Regions from separate parts of the Gossypium arboreum genome. Here region 2 is linked to region 1. Evidence: chromatin contacts called from public Hi-C data. All regions are on one chromosome and are shown on one strand. Each heading gives the region's core, a stretch centred on a gene start, on an enhancer-like site or on the middle of the called end of the contact. The rest is flanking DNA. Distances are from core to core; before and after follow the strand shown. Region 1 holds the start of LOC108474523. Region 2 holds the start of LOC108469863 (FT-interacting protein 3-like).

Region 1 (3,067 bases), core at 320-2,819:
CAATATGTTTGATTGTTTATTGTATGTTATTTCTAAACACACATTTGTATTCTAAATCTATGGTTTTAACACACATATTTCTAGTATATAATAATTAATCAAAACCTTAAAAAGGGCTACACTGTTAGTCACTAAACTATGGGTAAATTTTTTTTTTGTCATTTAACTAAAAAAAGTTACAATTTGGTCACTGAACTATTCAAAAGTTTTCATTTAAGTCATTGAACTATTAAAATTGATGCTATATATAGCTTTCTCTATTTGCATTGCTTGCACCAATCAAAAGCTCTTTTTTCTCTTCTCCTCTACAGTTTAGTTTTTTTCATGAAACAATTTTGAAAGTCACAAATTTACAAACTAAAATTCAAATAACTTTTTTCTTCGATCTTTGACATTGACTGTCAAATCGGCTTAAATCTAAGGAATGTTCTTTTACTCGTTGATGGATATTGACCCATCGTACCTATCAGCGAAACTATTTAAAAAAAAAAAACTTAACAGCCCAATGACTTAAATGGAAACTTTTGAATTAATTTTTAACTTTTTTTAATTAAGTAATCCAAACAAAAACTTACCTATAGTTTAATAACTAATGGTGTAATTTACTCCTAAAAAAACAGTGGGGATAAAGTATTTTTGAATGTGGAATTATCAATTTATCAAGTAAGGCAATTACATGCCTTACCTTTTCATCACCCAACCTAAAGTAGACTAATCTAATGTCTGAGCCACTTGACAAGACTAGAAGGACTGTCTGAAAAATGAAAGAATTTAGATAAAAATATAAATTCATAAAATAGATTTGAACAAAAAATTAAATCTCATTTTTTAAATAGACCGGACTTCAAGTAAGATTTTTTAGTGCAGGAGCAGCCAGCCCAAACAATACTTATTAAATCATATTTTTGGCAAATTAAGCATTTACTGGATTGGGCTTTGAAATTTGAAAACCAGGATACTTGTTTGAAAATAGGGCTTCCTCTTTTTCTTTTTTTTTCCCTCTGTCCAATACTCCAATCTGTCGTTCCTTCTTTTGAACAAAAACCAATTTCTAAAACTAAAACCCTAATTTCTCACTTTCACTTTCATCATACGCTACGCCCCCTTCAAGTTCTCTAAATCTTCGCATCTTTCGTCGGCTTCACCGTCTCAGATCTCCGGCGCAACTGGTCTTGGACTGATGGAAGGGAAAGTTGAAGGCCTGAGCATATAACTCTGTTTCAACCATAAATCGTATATGTTAAAAAAACTTAAAACATTAAATTTATCATATTTTTTCCAACTTGATTTCAGAGTATTTTTTTTCTCAAGTAAAAAAAAAAAAAAAAAGGTCATCTCAAATACCATATCATTACACCTCAACGGAAATTAAATTTAGAAATTTACTAAATTTCGATGGAAAGCACAAAAATAATTTCATTCCTGTTGTAATTCGGGTCGGGGCTCCATTGGGCCTGTTAACCAAAAATTTCAGAAATCCATAATTGCTGAGAAACAAAAACGAAGGAAGTTTCAACCATTTGGACCCAATAATAAAATGGGCCGAACCAGTTGAGCCATTAATTTCCAGTCAATAGTTAAGTAACTAGCAAGAAAGCATACGCGCATGGAAGCAGCGAATGGAATGATTCCATTTGCGTAGATTCTCTGAAGCCAACTCAAAGTCTCAAAAACAAGCGAAAATGTGTTTGACTAGCAGGTACTAACAAACAAAGCTTTATAGCCGATTCAGCCATGGCTTCTTTTTCAAGCTTTTGTCTCTTCTTTCTCCTTTGCTAATTAGAAAGGTAGCTGTGTACCCATAAAACAAACCCCACCATTAAGCTTCTTCAATGTTCACATACCCCAAATCCTCATACCCTTTCTTTTTCCTTCTTGAATTCCCCCTTTTTTTGATTCAAAGTTTTCTCCTTTTATTTTAAAATTTTTGATCTTTTTTTCTGTCCATCACTTTTTATTCAAATCCCAAGGTGAAATTATAAGAATTTTCTTGTAGTTTCTTCCTGATCATCTGGAATTCCCTTCTTCATCTTCTCTTTTGGTTGACACGTGAACCAACTTAGGATTTTTCAGAGCCTATTGATTGGCTAGTTCCTTTGAAAACTTAAGTTACCCTTTACAGTTTCCACCATTGATTTTTTTTTTTAAAAAAAAAGCCCTGCTTTTGTATTTATTTCATATTGTTTAATCTTTACATTGATCCATGGTGTGTTATTAAATGTGTTTGATTCATAGGGGAGCCTATGTCAATCGCCTGTTGCTGTCCCGTCCTTGAATGTGTCTACTGTTTAGCCTGTGCTCGTTGGGCATGGCAGAAATGTCTATACACTGCTGGCCATGAAAGCGAGCACTGGGGTTTAGCCACAGTGGAAGAATTTGAGCCAGTCCCACGTCTTTGTCGTTTAATTCTAGCTGTTTATGAAGATGATCTCCATAACCCGCTTTGGGCACCCCCTGGAGGTTATGGCATTAACCCTGATTGGGTTTTTTTAAGAAGAAATGACCAAGAAACTCAAGGCCGAGCTCCACCTTACATGATTTATTTAGATCATGAAAATGCTGATATTGTGTTTGCTGTTAGGGGACTTAACTTAGCCAAGGAAAGTGATTATGCTGTTTTGCTTGATAACAAACTGGGGCAGACCAAATTTGATGGTGGATATGTCCACAACGGGTTATTGAAAGCCGCCGAGTGGGTTTTTGATGCCGAGTGTGAGGTTTTAAGGGAATTACTTAAGAAGAATCCTAGCTACACTTTGACATTTGCAGGTCATTCCCTTGGAGCAGGCTTGGTGGCCTTGTTGGTGATGGTCGCCGTTCAAAATCGTAGCAAACTGGGAATCACAGAGAGGAACCGGTTTAGATGCTACGCCATTGCTCCCGCTCGGTGTATGTCGCTCAATTTGGCGGTTCGATATGCAGATGTAATCAATTCAGTAGTGCTTCAGGTAAACTTGCCATACCATATATTGTAAACTTGTATGCATGTGTGCTTATATATGGACTTGGATCATTTATTTCAGCTTGCCAAATTTGGTTAGAAGGTTTAAGATTAAAACAAATATAG
Region 2 (3,067 bases), core at 279-2,778, 290 kb before region 1:
TTTAGTAATCGTATATCAACTACTTTTTATATTGGCATAATACATATGATGATTTGATTTTAATTTTTGTTACATGTTTAAAAATTATTTTTATCATACTAATAATTTTTATATAAATTATATAATTGTATAATTATAATTTATACTACAAATATGGCATAACAATTACGATATAATTACATTTTATCAACCAAATATATGTAAAAAAATTACAATTTTTATTATTAAACTTTCATTCAACTATTCTATACATATTTAAATATGCAAAAAAATCCTAATTAATTTTACATGAGAACAATTTTACTCATTTAAGTTGTTTTGTACATAATAAAATCAAGTTTGACTAATTTAGGAATTTTTTGGATAGAATACTAAGTTATGAATTTCAAATTTGTTTTCCTCTTTTACTGTAAATAATTGTATTTTTATTTCCCAAAACTAATTAGCTGGTGTTATTAAATGTTAGCACATTGAATAAGGAAAGCATGAATACTAGTCCTTGAACCAAAAAGTTTTGCTTTATTCTATTTTGCTTTTTAATTTCCTGTTGATCAACTAAATAAAATCTGGAAAATGAATGGAGGAGGAAAGCCCACAACAAAATTCATTTTTAAAAAATAATTATTTTTATTAATAAAAGCAATACATTAAAACCATTTATCTGGCCAATTGATAAATTATTTTAATTGATACCTAATTATACCCTAAAATTTAATAAAATAAAGAGTTAAAACTTTTCATTTCGTAAAAACATTAATGAACAATGTAACAAATTCATATATTCATTTTTTTTTTTTGAACCAATCATCTAATTTTCAGTTAAGTTGTCAAAATAATTTGAAAAACACGCTAAATTAAATTAAAGAACAGTCAACTAAAGACGACATCGACACGCAATTTGAAAAGAATTACCACACGTGTCAATAAAGTACAGCGCGTGCCATTACGAGCACATTCAAGAGTGTTGAAATTGTATTAAAAAGAAAAAAAAAACGTCAACACCCGTATCGTTGTCGTATAAGATTAGAAGTGAAAAACAAGGTCGATATTTCTTGAAAGACCCTTTTTTATACTTTTTTTCATTTTTAATCCTTCTATTGTAATTTGACCCTTTCTGATCCTATATTTTCGAAATAGGTGGTTATTTTTTTGTTAATTTTTTCAGATAATTTGGAATGGTTTAATTTTAAAAATATGATGATTTGGCATATAAATTTTGATATTTTTATATGGTAACAATTTTTTACACGTTTAAAGAAAAGAAAACTGTATAATATTTATCCAAAACTAAAAATAATTGCAAAGTATACATGCCGCAGCATCATATATTTTAAAAAATCCAAGTGAAATTATTTAATAAAATTTAAAAATACACATTTTGAAAAAGTAAAAGGTTAAAAATGACAAATTTTAGCACATAAACTAAATTTCCCAAGAATGTTACAGGGACTTTCGTGAAATTTAACCAAAAGGGAAAAAAGGAAAGTTGGAAACTGATAATTAAATTTAAACAGTGAATCCCTTCTTATTTCGTTTTGATTTTTCTTTAATTTATCTCCATCATCTTCAGAAAAAAACATTTCATTTTACTCGTTTTAGACGACTCTCTGATATTCTCTCGGTCAAACTGTATTTTATTTCTAAATTTTTAAATTAATCTCCTTCTCTCCTAAGTTTCATAGATGCTATCATATACACTCCTTTCAAGCTTCCTTTCACTTTCCTAACAGAGCTTTCAGCTTTTAAAACAGAGGTCAGTTGTTTTTAATCTCTTTAAATTCCCTTAAATTCTTTTCTTCTTGTTCGATGATTTTATTTAATTTTTATTGTGTATTCGGGGTTTTTTCTACTCTTGGTATCTGATTGTTGGGTGTTCTTTGAAACCTGAAAAAAGTAAGCTGATTCTTCCTTTTCTTTCTTCAAACTTTAAAAAAAAAAAAAATAGACGCTTTTCATAGAGGAAAGTTTTTGCTATAAGTTTCTTAAATAACAAAAAAAAAAAACCCAGTAATTGTTTCCCAGAAGGAAACATAGACTGAGCTTTGATTTTGTAAAAGGATCAAAAAGATCCTATGTGTGTGTATATATATATTCTGATGTGAAACTAAAGTATGGTATCTTTCTCTCAGAATCTTGCTTTAGTATGAGAAAAAAATTCATGGAATTATTTCCCCTTTTTAATCTCTGACTGGAATCTCAACTTTCCTTTTTCATAATTTTACATGATAAAATTACAGATTATATACTGCTTTGTTGTCAAGAATTTGGAGAATTTAAATTGAAAAAAATAGTTATTTATATATAAAAAAATTCATTGCAGTTTCATGCTAATTCTCATTATACTGGGTTCTTGTTGTATTAATTTGTTGTGTTTTGCGCTTTTTTGCATTTTCAGTGCTTATATCCTTTCGATATTGCTTGCTTATTTGTTCATGGAGGGACTGAAATTCATCTGTTTTAAATTCATACATGAATTATCATTGTTAAACTGTTAGTTTTCTTTTTATTTCAGGTATTATTTTGATCGACTTCAATTATCGATAGTCAATAAAGTGATTTCTGGTTCCGGTTTGATTGATACAAACTATGAGTAGTCTCAAGTTGGGGGTGGAGGTGGTGGGGGCGCATGACCTGTTAGCCAAAGATGGGCAGGGATCATTCTGTGCCTTTGTGGAGCTCGAGTTCGATGGCCAGAGATGCCGGACCACTACTAAAGAGAAAGATCTCAATCCGGTATGGAACGAGAGTTTCTATTTCAATGTATCGGATCCAAACAAGTTGTCAAGCCTCCCACTTGAAGCTTTTGTTTACAACCATAACAAAGCAAACAACGCGAAGACTTGTCTTGGGAAGGTTCGACTCACTGCACCATCGTTCGTGAATTACTCCGATGCGGTTGTTTTGCACTACCCTCTTGAGAAACGAAGCATTTTCTCCCGTGCGAAAGGAGAGCTTGGTTTGAAAGTGTTTGTTACTGATGATCCTTCGATAAAACCTTCGAATCCACTTCCAGCCATGGAACCGGATGTAGTCCCGAAGTCAATTTCCAAAGAGAAAAATGGCAAAA

The links. A called contact is a pair of places that touch in the nucleus more often than the background predicts.
Region 2: a Hi-C map of leaf shows a contact between it and region 1, with 6 times the contacts expected there. The contact joins the promoter of LOC108469863 here to the promoter of LOC108474523 in region 1. A contact is called at or near these places in 2 of 5 Hi-C or Micro-C datasets (both in leaf).

Annotation. Positions count from the first base shown.
Region 1 is chr8:24,305,017-24,308,083 of ASM2569848v2, reverse strand. It overlaps LOC108474523, which reads left to right and starts at 1,569. Exons shown (of 6, transcript XM_017776471.2): 1 at 1,569-1,699; 2 at 2,236-2,948. The coding sequence starts at 2,244.
Region 2 is chr8:24,590,389-24,593,455 of ASM2569848v2, reverse strand. It overlaps LOC108469863 (FT-interacting protein 3-like), which reads left to right and starts at 1,528. Exons shown (of 2, transcript XM_017770936.2): 1 at 1,528-1,753; 2 at 2,513-3,067. The coding sequence starts at 2,587.